Linked DNA regions of Sus scrofa: all the other regions are linked to region 3. The links are chromatin contacts, called in public Hi-C and HiChIP or PLAC-seq maps. All regions are on one chromosome and are shown on one strand. The core of a region is the stretch at or near the end of the contact, and the rest is flanking DNA. Distances in the headings are between cores, read along the strand shown. Region 1 overlaps HOMER2 (homer protein homolog 2). Region 2 holds the start of WHAMM (WASP homolog-associated protein with actin, membranes and microtubules). Region 3 holds the start of C7H15orf40 (UPF0235 protein C15orf40 homolog).

What was found. Hi-C and Micro-C count contacts between places; a contact is called where the count stands out from the background. HiChIP or PLAC-seq counts read pairs in DNA pulled down with a chosen protein or histone mark.
Region 1: a Hi-C map of liver shows a contact between it and region 3, with 3 times the contacts expected there. The contact joins the enhancer-like site here to the promoter of C7H15orf40 in region 3. A contact is called at or near these places in 12 of 47 Hi-C or Micro-C datasets (alveolar macrophages, embryonic fibroblasts, epiblast stem cells and 8 more) and 1 of 2 datasets of contacts at active chromatin or transcription factors (alveolar macrophages).
Region 2: a contact with region 3 is called in an H3K27ac HiChIP or PLAC-seq map of alveolar macrophages. The contact joins the promoter of WHAMM here to the promoter of C7H15orf40 in region 3. A contact is called at or near these places in 2 of 5 promoter capture datasets (fetal liver and liver), 3 of 47 Hi-C or Micro-C datasets (embryonic fibroblasts, heart right ventricle and skeletal muscle) and 1 of 2 datasets of contacts at active chromatin or transcription factors (alveolar macrophages).

Annotation. Positions count from the first base shown.
Region 1 is chr7:52,092,053-52,096,685 of Sscrofa11.1, forward strand. It overlaps HOMER2 (homer protein homolog 2), which reads left to right. Exons shown (of 9, transcript XM_001927296.5): 7 at 320-430; 8 at 1,093-1,173; 9 at 2,345-4,633. The coding sequence ends at 2,533. Among named protein-coding and RNA genes, the nearest start is that of WHAMM, 46 kb to the right of the region's middle. Within about 2 kb of position 2,004, at least 24 of the 83 cell types and tissues checked have an H3K27ac peak or open chromatin away from gene starts, as enhancers often do. A contact at or near this core is called in liver, omental adipose tissue, retroperitoneal adipose tissue and 1 more, where this site is marked.
Region 2 is chr7:52,138,552-52,143,236 of Sscrofa11.1, forward strand. WHAMM (WASP homolog-associated protein with actin, membranes and microtubules) reads right to left here and starts at 1,782. Exons shown (of 10, transcript XM_001927315.5): 1 at 1,038-1,782. The coding sequence starts at 1,652.
Region 3 is chr7:51,926,737-51,931,084 of Sscrofa11.1, forward strand. C7H15orf40 (UPF0235 protein C15orf40 homolog) reads left to right here and starts at 2,613. Exons shown (of 4, transcript XM_001929182.5): 1 at 2,613-2,784; 2 at 3,875-4,001. The coding sequence starts at 2,671.

The sequences.
Region 1 (4,633 bases), core at 754-3,253, 160 kb after region 3:
ATTTGGATTCATGGGACACCTGGCCCCTGTTTGTGACGGATCCTTAAAGCAAACCTGAAGCTTTTGTCCTGTGACTGAGAGCAGACCAGAAGCCCAGAGCATCCTGAAGCCAGGTTTTATGACTTATACTCAGTTGGTATTAAATAAGCTATCTGCCCGCAGGGGCAAGCAGCTCAGGGGAGCCTCAGAGAGTTTGTTCATAGCCACAAGGAAGAATTTCTAAGTGTTAATTTATGGTTGATTTTAAAAGAAAGTACCAACAGAGCTGCGGTGATGTTTTTGTTTAATGACTAAATCCCTGCTTTAACATGTGATAAAGATCGACGAGCTGGAAGAGCAGTGCAGTGAGATCAACAGAGAGAAGGAGAAGAACACCCAGCTGAAGAGAAGAATTGAGGACCTGGAGTCGGAACTCCGAGAAAAGGAGACGGTGAGTGGAGCAGCGCTGAGCAGTGCCACTCGGTGTCCCCGGGGCCTTTGGGGGTTGATCTCCGCCCAAGGACACGGCAGATGGCTGTGGCGCATGTGACCGGCCCTGGCAGCTGCCAGGACATCAGCACACAGACAAAGCCGAGAGTCACACCAAGGCACACGTAGTCCAGACAAAGGCCTGACGACCCTCTGCAGCCTCCTCATTGTACGTATATAGTCAGTCACTCAGATCCAAGAGGCAGTGGAACTTTTGCAAAAACACTTGGAGACTTTTTGTAGATGGTCTCTCATCAGAATTTGAAATCTGCTCTCCGGTGCTGCCCGAACCCCCAGTCACACAGTCATTTATTTTCTGGGCAGCTCAGTACACAGAGGATGGAGACCCAGGGCAAGGAGCCGGTCCTCTCTCAGCCTTGGTTTCCCCATCTGCAGAGCAAGAATCATACCAAGACCTCGCCATGCCTGGCGGGGTACAGAGTTGGGGCATGAACGCACGTAACCTACTCAGCCTCTGGAATTACCTGATGTGTGTTAAGCACTGTCATCTTATCATTTACGCAGACAACACTGGTTCCAAAAGCTGCACAGGTTGGGGATTTTCAAGAATACGTGTTTATCTGACGTGCTTTCACATTCTTTTCAAATTTCCGTCTCCTGCAGGAATTGAAAGACCTCCGAAAACAAAGTGAAATCATACCTCAGCTCATGTCAGAGTGTGAGTACGTCTCTGAGAAGTTAGAGGTAAGGACGGGGAACACATCCCCCTTGGCATCTGTCGGGTTACCCCGTTCTTTGAGGCCCCTCCCTTTCACGCCTTGCTGGCTAAGGACAAGTGACTTTGTGTTCCTAAAAAGCCAGGGTGATTGTGTGCTCTGCCCCCTGGCGTTTGTCTCTTGGCTCATCCCCTTGCACGAAGGTATCCTGTGTATAACGTGGTGTGGGTGATTGTTTCCCACCCATAGACGTCCCTACAGAACCACAGAAGGGTGAGAAGCAAATGACAGAAGGGAGGGCTGAGGGCATGAGACCCGAGGGCTATTCCATCTCCCCACCCGGTGACCTTGGACATGTCCTTAGGCAGGCCCCCCATTTGCAAGCATCAGATTTCTGACCATAAAAGGAAAGGAGTCTCTTCAGCTCCATTTTCACCTTGGAGGGTCTCCTTGCTTCAAAGAGCACTTTGTTCAGGTTCCCAATTCAGTATTAGTACTGGTTCCTTTACACATGTTCACAAAATCTCGTCTTGTACCCAAAAGATGGAAGCTCTTGGTTGGTATGAAGAGTAGGGCTTGAGCCTCATGGAAGGACGCACAGCAGTCCGGCCCCCGGGAGCTTGAACGTCTCCACGGCACCCGCAGGACAGCCAGTGCACAGACCCACTGTCCCTGTGTCTGGCCGGGCCAGTCCTCCCTTGCTGGGGCTGGGGCTGGCCTGGGGCAGAGGAGGCCTCGCCTTCCCTGTGTGACCCCTAGCATCAAGTCACTCTCCTCTTTGTGCTGCTTCTCCCTGTCTCAGATCAGAACCCAAAGGGGGCCCTCTGCTGACCAGCCTGGGGCTGGGGCTGAAAAGCCGGTGTGCTAGGCTTTCAGAATTCCTCTGCTGGGCACTTGGGACAGTGTCGCTTAGCAGCAGGCTCCTTTGGGCAGGAGGCGTCCTTTAGGCAGTTCTGCCTTCCGTTTGAGGCCAGGAGCGGGGAACATCGATTTTTAGGCCAGATGTTGGGCAATGCGCCCCGCCCATTGGCACCGGCCGCGGGGGAGAACAGCGGGGACCAGAGAGCATAGGCTTGCTGCCCGGGGATGTCACACCTCCGTGGAGGCGGGCCCGCGGGGACGCACAGTCCGGCTGTCCTGGGTCTCAGCGGGGCTCCTACCGCTCGGTAGCCCAGCCCCTTCTCTCTCGCTTTGCTCAGGCGGCCGAGAGAGACAATCAGAACCTGGAGGACAAAGTGCGGTCTCTGAAGACAGACATCGAGGAGAGCAGGTACCGACAGCGCCACCTGAAGGTGGAGCTCAAGAGCTTCCTGGAGGTGCTAGACGGGAAGATCGACGACCTGCACGACTTCCGCCGGGGCCTCTCCAAGCTGGGCGCCGACAACTAGGGCTCGGGAGTCCCTGGGGTGCGCGTGAGCTGGTAGCACTAGGACCTCCTCCTGTTCGCGTGGCTTCTGTAAACGCAGGCGCCGTTTGTCGTGTTTCCAAACCGGGGGACGCCGTCCACTCTCTCCTCCCCAGAATCGAAATCCGCCCTCGCTTCTCTGGCCTGGCGGGGTTGTGGACGCCTGGACGATGCTGACTCAGGAATCCAGAACTAGGTCTACCTTAAAACGTTTACGCAGTCAGGGCAGGGATGTTTCTATCTTTCTTAAGGGCTGTTGCAACCATAAGAACTGAAAAAAAAAAAAAAAAAGTATTTTCTAATCCAAATATGAATACCCTTTCCAGCTCCTTTTGAGTAGCGTCCAGAGTATGCGAACGTCCGCCAGGCACGCGTGTGTGGGGCGAGGCGAGAGAAGCTTCCCTCTGTGTGTAGAGATGCTTTACAGCCACCACTTAGGAGAGGTTTGTCCAGAGAAGGAAAACAAGTTTCTGATGAGTGCGATTTCTGGCGCAGGAATCACCTGCATCCACTCCCTCCCCCCTGTCCCCCACCCCGGTTTGTAGGGTTGCAACAATGTTCCTTTTCTGGGTTTTCATTTCTGAGCAGATGACCCTGCTGTGGGGACAGCACGTGGTAAGGGTACCTAGCACAGTGCTTGGCACAAAGTAGGTGCTTAATAAATATTTGTTCAATTAAACATATAAACAGAATTTAGTGTTTTAATCAACCCCCCCCCCCCCCATCAAGCTCCTGGTGAACAGTCCACTGCTCTGGTGCCCTGGGTCATTATCAGGCATGAATGTGACTTTGTGGTCCACCTCACGGACTGGCTCAGGTGGCCCTGAGGCTGGGAACATGGCAGTGGAAGCAGCAGGAGCTGGTCTGAGGCCCCCTCAGGAGCCCATCCCTGGTGCTCTGTCCCTGGGGACCCCTGACACTGGAGCCACCCTTCCTCTCCAGGTGGGCGCCTGTGGCCTGGGGATTCCAGGACCACTGACGGGCCCTGACCCAGGGGCTACCCAGGGCTTGAGATCTAAAGTGGGATCCTCTGTTGGATTTAGTCAGTTGAAAATGAAATCACACAGGCCCACGAGGGAGAGAGTTGGCTCCACGTGGCTGAGCCTCAGCCTGAGAGGAAGGTGTTCTGCCCAGGTCTGCCTCCTGCTCTGAAGAAACCAGAGCCCTACACTTCTCCTCTGTCACCAAGTTTCTCAGTGGGGCCAGTGGCCATTTGGTTTGCCCTGTGCATGGCCAGAAGGTCTGAATCCCTGGCTGTGGGCATTTCTAAATGCTTTTGGAGGAGGTGGGGGGAGGCTTTGGTACCCCTTCCTGGCTTCGAGACCTCTCACACATTAGGATTTCTCTCTGCTGGTTTTCCATAGACAATAAAGTAGCCTGGGGATATGACCCAGGCCCTGGGTGGACTTTACAAGTCCTGCTGCCCTCCTTTGTCTGGCTGAGACCACCCCCTGAGCAGGGAGGTCTTTCTGGGAGGATGGGAAGGAGGGAAGGCTGCTGATCTGGAGCACAGGGGCATGTAGGGGAGACCCGCACGCTGAAATGGAAAGCCTGGCCAGCCCTCCTGGTGATTTGAGATTGGGCACCGCTGGCCCTGCCCTTTCCCCAGAGCTCCAGATGGTTCTCAGGACAGTGGTTAGCAGCTCCCTGCTGACCACGAGACCAGAGAGCTGGGCCGGCTGGGAGGAGTCGGTCTAATGGGGAGTCTTCTCCGGCCAGGCCAGTCCACCCGTCAGCACACTGGGCAAGTTGCTGCCCAGGAGCAGTGGACACTGGGATTCTGAAACCTCACCTTGGGTCTTTTGATGCCCAGCACCCCTGTCAGGTGGCTTCTTCATCCAGAAGGGGCCATCTTAACCGACTCAGGGGACCTATTCCTCGAGGATAGAGTTGCCAAAGCCACTTGCACGTGCCGTAGCTGTGGCTGTAGACAACGGTGGCAGCAGGAGAGCCATTACTGCGGTGGGCTGCTGAGTCCCTGTGTGATCGAGAGCTGTGACCCCCACTCACCGACCCTTGCAGAGTTTGGGGAGCCCTTGTGGGTAGCAGGTGAGGAGCTGAGAGCCCCACATTCCCTGGCCTT
Region 2 (4,685 bases), core at 532-3,031, 210 kb after region 3:
CTGAAGATACCTGAATGTTCTAAACTTTAATGCATCAATGTCAAATACCGATTAAGGGAGTTTCCTCAGTGGGTTAAGGACCCAGTGTAGTCTCTGTGAGGGGTAGGGTTCGATCCCTGGCCTTGCTCAGTGGGTCCAAGATCCGACGGCGTTGCCTGAGCTGTGGTACAGGTCGCAAACGCGGCTGGGATCTGGCGTTGCTGTGGCTGTGGTGTAGGCCGACAGCTACAGCTCCAATTCGACCCCTATCCTGGGACCCTCCATAAGCCACGGGTGCGGCCCTAAAAAGCAAAAAACAAAACAAACAAAAAAGAATGGCTCCTAGGGAGAAACCGGCAAAATAGAGGCAAGTCAGGGTGTGGGATAGCTGTGGATATATGAGCCATAGTTCCTCTTAAACTCTTTTGTGAATTTGTGAATCCCCTTCAGTTCTGTAGCTTACCACTCAAAAAATAAATTGTCTGATCTCTCTAATTACCTCTTTCAAGCTTAAAATTGCACTCCTGTTGCTGCTCTTAAAGACCGATGAATACAGCTCACGTCCCATCGGCTATTCCATGTAACCGTCTCCTAGAAGCCGCTTCATCCTCTAGAACATTTTGTCCCCACTACTGATCTCCGCTCACGCACAGAACCTGGCTTTGTTTACATTTAGTCCGTGTTGTCATTTCCTACACGGAGAGGGTAGCTCTAGTTTTGCTTTCAGTATCCTCTAGTATTTGCATCACAGCAGCCTGCTCCGCCAATAGCTTCAGCGGAATGGTTTAAGGGCCTACCCAGCTTCTCACAGCGAATAAAGGTTGTTGATGTTGTTGCCGTAACTTAGTCCTCTTACTAGACCCCATGTGGATTCCTCAGAATTCCCCAAGCTGCTCCCCAACAGGTGAAGGGCACCTATGGGACTGTGCTCTCCTGTGCATCACACTAAAAACTGGCCCCCTCCCCGCGAGGGTCTACGGAAGGACCCCCACCCTCGGAAAGGCCCCAAGGCTGAACCGAGCGGGAGAGGACCGGGTGTCCGCCCGGTGGGTGCATACCTGGCGCAGCCGTGAGCCCGCCTCGTCCCGCCGCGCGCGCAGGGCCCGCTCCCGAAATTCGCGTAGGCTCTCGCAGTCCGCCGCGCAGCCATCCGCCGGGAAGAGCGCGTCGCGCACCGCGGAGCCGCCACAGCCGTCGGCCGCCTGGCCCAGGTAGCGCTCCAGCTGCCCGCACAGTTCCTGCAGCGCCGCCTCGCCCGGGCCCGCGCGTGCCGGCCACACCAGCGTCCACAGCCCGCGCCCCAGGCCCCAGGCCCCGCCGCCGCCCGCGTCCAGCTCTGGCGGCAGCTGCGGGAAGCAGGGCTCCAGCGGCGGCCATAGCGCCGCCAGCTGCCGGTGCGCGCCGCGGAGCCCGGAGGCCGAGAGCAGGCCCGCCCAGCTGGGCGGGGGGGCGGCGGCCTCGAGCACGGGCTTGGGCTCGCGCTCGGGCCCCGTCCGGTCCCCCTCGCGCCGCCGCTGCCGCTGCGCCGTGCGGTCGTGACAAGTCACAGCGAACTTGCCTTCCGCGTCGTTCCAGGCCACGAGGAAGCGCAGCTGATGCCGCTCTGGCTCGGCGAAGAGGTCCTCGCGGACCGGCACCCAGCCCTCCAAGCTATCGGGCTGCTCGTCCTCCATGGCCGCCGACGGTCAGCACCCGTAGGGCTTGGCTCGCCGGGGCCTGGCCTGGCACTCCCACTCACTGGAAGGTCCGAACAGCGTCATTTTTCGCTGAACTAGAATCGGGGTCAGCGCCCAGACTAGCGCCACCATCGGCACTTTTGATTGGCTAGCTATGGTTTCCAGCGCGCTTCCGGGATTGGTTGGGTAATAGAAGGGAGGGCTCTCGACAACCAATGAAAAGGTCAAAAGATCGTCCTCCCACCCCAGGCAATCAAGGTAGCAACCTAGTCGAGAGCCCGAAATTACCACTCTTGCCTCCCCTTTTCCACCTGTATACATATTGACGTTGAAAAATTGTTAAATGAAGAGTCCTACACTAATCTGTGAACCTCTTGAAAATGGAGATTCTGTCTTCTGTTATCAGGACCCTAGTGAATACATGATTCCTGCTTTCAAGAGTGGTGAGATCAAACATTTAAGCAATAGTTATTTAATGGAGGTCTTTAAGCACCAAGCACTAGGTAGAAGCCACAAACACTGGTATCAATTCAACAAACTTTTACGTAATGTATGCTGTGTGCGTGTTTTGGGAGGTTGGGCACAGAGGGAGCATACAAAAAGATACCTCTTCTTCAAGGCACCCCAGCTTTCAAGCAGCATGTTTAAATACAATCTATGTTAAAACCCTTCATTTGAGAGATAAGGAAACAGGCTCAGAAAAGAAATTTTTCTTAAGCTACACAGGCAATCAGGCACTTCACACCCTTCAGACCACCTGGTTGCTGAAGACCTGTTTAAGGAGATCCGGAGATGTAATTTGCAGTGGGGAGGGAGTGTGACTTGGAGCTCGAGCTGTTCATACAACAGGGAATAAGACAGCCTTGGTCTCTACCCACTGTGTACTGAGAAATACAACACAGGTCCGCTCCCATCCTGCCAGTGCACTGAGAGGCTAGTGGGGGTAGAGGGCGGAGGGGAGGGAGGGGGTGCACAAGGAGCTGAGAAGGAACCCTTCATCACAAGGTTTGTGAGGGTTTGATTCGGGAACCAATGAAAGACTTTTTGAAGGTTTGGGGGCTGGGAAAGCCTGCAATCAGATTTGCACTGGTTATTATCCCCAGACAAACAACAACAACAAAAATAAAAAACAGAGCTAGGTGAAAGCTACCGTTAGGCATCTCTCCCGCTGAAGATAATCCCAGGGCATCTAGGAACCTCTGTGGAATGTAGCTGGAAAGTCTAACGTTGCCTGTATCTGTCCGGGAGAAGGGGGATTGTGGGGTCCTGGATACCAGACAGCGGCTCTGGCTATTATTCAGTCCTCTTGAACAGATAACCTTTTAGGTAAAGAGATTTATTTTTCCTCAAACTTTTTTTTTTTTTTTTTTTTTTAAAGGCTGCACCCGGGGCATATGGAAGTTTCCAGGGCTGGGCAGCTGCTCAGGATCCTTTAACTTGTTGCACCTGGCTGGGGATCCAATCACCCGCCTCTACAGCGACCCAAGCCGCTACACTCGGATTCTTAACCCACTGTGCCTCGGCCAGAACTCCCTCAAACTATTTTTTAACATTATCGTTTTAGCTAAAAATGATTTACTTATTCTTTAATAGCCTGTTTTAATATGTTTTGTATATTCTTTACAGTATATCTTTTTACCGTATTTGTGTTATATTGTTTAATCCTTTCTAGTAGTTCTAAATTATTTGCTTTTTCAAAATGAAATTAGCAGACTTTCTAATTATAAAGGTAATTTCTGTTTTGTGTGAGAGGGGCATAAATGTATACATTCTTAGGAAAAAAAAAAAAAAAACAGAAAAGTACACACCAAACCTAATCATTTTTACCGGGGTGCCTGACTGGCTTACATTTCCTTTATGATTCTTTTGTAGTATTTGCTCTTTTCTAAGCCAAATACTATATATTATTTTACAATAAAAACTAAAGAGTTTTTAAAAATAATAAAAGGTATGAATAATATTATAAAACTAGACATAGAAAAGTTATGAAAGGAAAATAACTCATAAGAGATAAACCTTGCTTTCATTTTGTGTGTGTATGTATACATTTGTGAATATATATATGATTATACTGTAATGATGTTTTGCATACTCTTTCTACTTACAAATATATTGTAGGCATCATCTACATTAAAATAATAGGCATCTACATTATTTTTAATATTTGTCAATATCAAGTTGACAGTATTGTGATTTGCTTAATGAATTCTATATTGGTAGAAATAGATTAAGTTCAGTTTTCTGCCAGTATAGGTAATACCCTGGCGAACATTCCTGTACACACATCTTTGCATAATTTTTTCTTTCAAATTTTTTGCTTTTAATATTTTATTTTGCTTCCAATATTTTTATTGTATAGCTACCTGGCAGTAAAAGTATTTTAAAAATGCAATTTTGATTAAAACTTCAAAAAGTAGTAGATGAGGAGTTCTTGCTGTGGCTCAGCAGAAACAAACCCAACTAATATCCACGAGGATGCACGTTTGATCCCTGGCCTCGCTCAGTGGGTTAAGGATCCAGCTTTGCTCTGAGCTGTGGTATAAAGTCACAGATGAGGTGTTGCTGTCGCTTTGGTGTAGGCCAGCAGCTGCAGCTCTGATTAGACCCCCTAGCCTGGGAACTCCCATATGCCACAGGAGAGCCCCCCCCACACACACACACACAAAAAGCAGTAGAGGTAAAAATCTGAGATCAGATCACCACATACAGATTTTTAGGAGATGGTCCAGAACCCACTTTATGTTTTCTGCCAATGGGAGAAAATGAAAAGGGATCAGAGTGAAGAAAAGAGGATGTTTGGGAGTTATGAAAAGTAAAATAACTCGTAAGAGATAAACTTTGCTTTCATTTTGGAGTGATTTTTCTGGAGAGATCTGTTGTTGCACTGTGGGGAGGGTTGGAACCCCATCCCCGATCTGTGAGCCCAGTGGAGCCATCTTCAAAGGGACACTTCAGGGAGCTTGCTCTATTTCCTGCAGGTGGGCGCATGGTGGCCTGAGAGGAGAGGATTGGCTGCTTCAGTGGCAGAGC
Region 3 (4,348 bases), core at 1,363-3,862:
AATAACAAATGCTGGAGAGGATATGGAGAAAAGGGAACCTACTACACTGTTGGTGGGAATGTAAATTGGTACAACCACTATGGAAAACAGGATGGAGGTACCTCAGAAAACTAAATATAGAACTACCATATAAACTTATTTTTAATTTATGAAAGCAATGCAACCCCAAATAAGAAAACCTTGCTGTGGCCTTTAGCAATAGCAACTGCTGCCATCTGCTGCTTGTGACCAGTTTTTCTGTTCCTCAGGTGGTTCTTAGGTGAGAGAAAGAAAACTGTCCTTGTTACTCTGATATAGTATAATGACCTCTCTGTCTTCACTCATCTAGTCACGTGCCAGAAACCATTAATAATTCACCCTTAGAAGTTTCCTTTATCTCCATTATAACTGTCAAGGCTCTAGGTGAGCCTGTCATGACTTTACCCAAAACTAATTCTACATAATGCTGATTCAGCTTGTGTGCCCCAATTCTTAATTGATTTCAAACAAAATCTCGCTTTGGTTTAATATCTGGTTCACTTTCTTTTTCTACCAGAGCCGTGATCGTGGCCTGTGTCCACATGGGGTGCTAGCTTTCCATTTGCATCCTAAGTTCCAGTAACCATCATTTCATGTCAGTCACTCCTCCTTATGACTACACCGTGCACTTGGTCATCATAATCACACTACTTCTGAAATGGTAAATTCACATTCTGCTCTCTGACCACAACCTTCATGCCTCTGCAGCTCTCACTCCTACTCCAATGACTTGCGTTCTTGAACCTCAAGACCACCATTCCCTTAACCTCTCAGTTAACCCTCTTCCTTCCCTACCCTGTTAGACTCCATCTGTGATCTTTTTTTCCTTCTCCACTTTTGCTCTTCGATCACTTTAACCACTTCAGTAACCCTCAACCCCCTCAAACACACCTGAATGAATCCAGTTGTCTGTCTTCAGCTTCCCGGCTGTTGGGTCCAGGCATTTAAAATGATGTAAGTGAACAGATTGGACCCTGATGGTTTCACCATCTCCAAGTTCACCTGGACCATCAGTGCTGCCAGGTAGGGTTTCACTAGTTAGCTTTTTGACATTCTCAAGCACATTTAAACCTGTTCCACTCTCCTCATATCTTCAATACTTCGTCTGCTCTTTTTATTAACTCCAGCTCCTCCCACCAAACCTATAGACACAGCTCATGTGCAACTAAACTTTCCCTTCTCTTATGAAGGAAGGGGCGTGTGAGTAAGGCTTCCTGTCGACCACCCAGTCTCCACCTGCACCTCTGGTGTTAACAACTCCTCTCTTAGATCATTCCTATCAATATTCAAATATGGCTAATTCTCATCCAGCTTATAAAAGAAATAAAACCACCTTAATGTCATCTGCTCCTCCAACACCAGTTGCTCCATAATGAAATCAAATTATTCCCTACACGTTATCTCTTTCCTCCTCTTTGCTGAAACTGCTGCTGTTGAGGTCACCAACACCTCTGATGTCTATTTTACATGTTCTCTCTGTGGCACTTCTCACTGTTGACCACTTAGCCCTGAAGTACCCTTTCTAGTTTACCATGTACTCCTATGTCTGGCCAGTGTCATTTGGTGCCTTCTCTTCTTTACTTTCCCTTAGGGTTCTGTCCTGGGCCCTCAGGCTCTGCACACTCTCTGAGTCTTTCTCTCATTCACTTCCATGACTTCAATTACCGTCCATTTCAGAGGGTTCCAAAATCCATCACCAGCCCAGATCTCTCAAGCTTCAGTTAGACATTCAGTCACCCTTAATATTTCTACTTAGTGTCCCACATATATCTCAAACTCATTATGTTCCAAACTGACCAATTCCCAAACCTGCTTCTCAGGCCCCAAACCTGGGCATCTTCCATGAATCTTCATCTTCATTCCCACCTCGTCATTCCCCAAACACCAATCATTCCAGCTCCTAAATATCCTCAAAATGATCAGCTCCCAATTCTCCATTCCCACTGCTACTACTCTGATTGAGGCCACTATCTTCCACTTAAATAGCGGATCTCCCTGCTTCTATTCCTCTATTGACCACACTGCAGCCAGTGATCTTTCTAAACACAACAAATTTGACTCCACCTATCCTTCGCTTCAAACAGTTCAATAACTGATCATGCCTCTGCCGACTTCAGTTGCCTCTCTTGCCACATTACACATCAGAATAGATTTCCTCTCTTTTTGCATTGTGGCATCCTCAGCGCCTAGCACAAGGTAGGTGCTCCATGGATACCAAAAGGCTAAGGCAGCACGAGGTTCTATATCCACTTGTGGGCCATAGGAAGCAGGGTGGGGCTCTGTCTGCACCTGCTGGTTGGCTGCAGCAGCGAGAATGCATGGCCCTGTGCACTCTGCCGCTCAGTCCAATCTTTTCTTCCCATGAGGTAACACAACCTCCCTATCCTCTGTGGGGGAGGGGGTGGGAGTGGTCACCAACTCGATCAGAGGCCAGCTCCCCATCTCTCCATCTCCTGAGCCCTTTTCTACGTGGAGAGGGCCCCCGTGCAGGTCCTGGGGTAACGAAGACTCCTACCCCCGCCGGCCGGAAGGTGTCGCCCTCGCGCCAGAGCAGAGGCGCAGACCAGCGGAGATATACCCACCCGCAGCGCACGCAGGCGCAGAGGGCTCTTCCGGCACCGGGCTGCCCTCGCCGCCCCCTCCTTGCCGGGGATGCTGAGCCTCCGCTGTGGGCTGAGGCAGTTCCCAGCAGGAGCTGGTACTCGAGCTGCCGCCAGCCTACCCTTGGGCGCCGAGATGCCCAAGAAAGCTGGCGCGACAAACAAGGCCAGTTGCAAGACCCATGGCAGCGGGAGGGTGGGGCGGCTGGAATGCTGGTTGGGGAGCGCGGGAGTGAAGAGGGATCCGTGGGTGGGTGGGAGCGCCGCCAGCTGCTTGTTGTCTCTGCGGTCCGGGGCTCCTGCCCCCCGCCTCACTCGGCCGCGCCCCGGTCCAGCGGGGGAGGTCAGCGCCCGGGCCGGCGGTGCGCGAGGCCCTCCCTGAGTTGCGTCTGCTGATCTGTCCGGCCTCTCCCTCTCTCTCAGGCCAGCGCTTCGTGTTTCGGCTGCTCCGGGCGGCCTCTGCTTCCCTGGGAGCTTGCATTCTGTCTATTCCCCTGGACTGGTTCTCGCACCTCTCAGTCCAGTATACACTACTCCCGCTTCCCTTCCGCCGTCTCTGAGGGGCTGACTCCAATAACTCTAAGACTGCCTCCTGCTGGGAGCTTCCCTGGTGTCCCAAAGGCCCGACTGCCTGCCCTTCTTTGCGTAGTGATGGCCTGTGCGTATCTCGTCGGCACTCTTAGCACGTGTGTTAAGTAGATTTATTCTTTCTCTCTGCAGTCCAAGCTCCTTGAGGGCAAGGACCATGTGTCCTTTTTTATCTTTATCTATCCTTTGCCTGCGTGCTGCCCTGGTGCTTAGTTTGTGTTTGTTGAATGGAAAGTTCATAGTACAGCTTCTGGCACATAGTAGTCCTTTAAATACCACTTCTTCCCCCCTCCATCCCCCGCAAACACACCGCTTCCAGCCATAGTTGCTCACAAACATGTATTAACTTATCCTGCTTGAAATACAAAGATTAGTAATAAATGGTATCTACTCCTGAGGAATAGGAAATACAAAGCAGACGGTAGGAACCAGCTCTAAGTCAGGTTTTCCAGGGCAGGAAAAAAAGCACTTTGTGGGGTTGATGGCAAGGCTTCATGGCAGAATTGATTTGAGCCATGAAGGATGTTGGAAGATCATTCTAGGGACCCGGAAATACCTGGACAGAACAGATTTGCCTAGTTTGTCCTGGTTAAGGATGAAAAGGAATTGTGGAATTATCAAATGTGTGGGAAAGTAAGGTTGTAGTGTGGTTGTTGTTGTCGTTTTAGGGTAAAAGCCAGAGCAAGGAACAAGAGAGACCGCTTCCTCCCTTAGGTCCTGTGACAGTTGATCCTAAAGGTTGTGTCACCATAGCCATCCATGCCAAACCTGGTTCCAAGCAAAATGCTGTGACAGGTATATCTGGACACTGGGGTGGGAGTCTTGTATGAATCAGTTGCCCTGGCCCCCAATCCTCCCTTTGTCTTGGTTTGCTGAAAGTTTATCCTATATGGTGAAGTGTATTTTTTGCATCTGCAGTTAGAGGCTTCTTCATTCTTAGATTTTAATGTAAACGTGTAAATCTGGTGTTTAAAAGTGAATATACCATATTTACAGCATACCAAGTTAGGGAGTTCCCACTGTAGCTCAGTGGTTTAAGAACCTGACTAGTACCCATAAGGATGTGGATTCCATCCCTGGGCTTGCTCAGTGGGTTAAGGATCCCGTGCTGTGGTGCTGTGATGTAGGTCACAGACATGGCT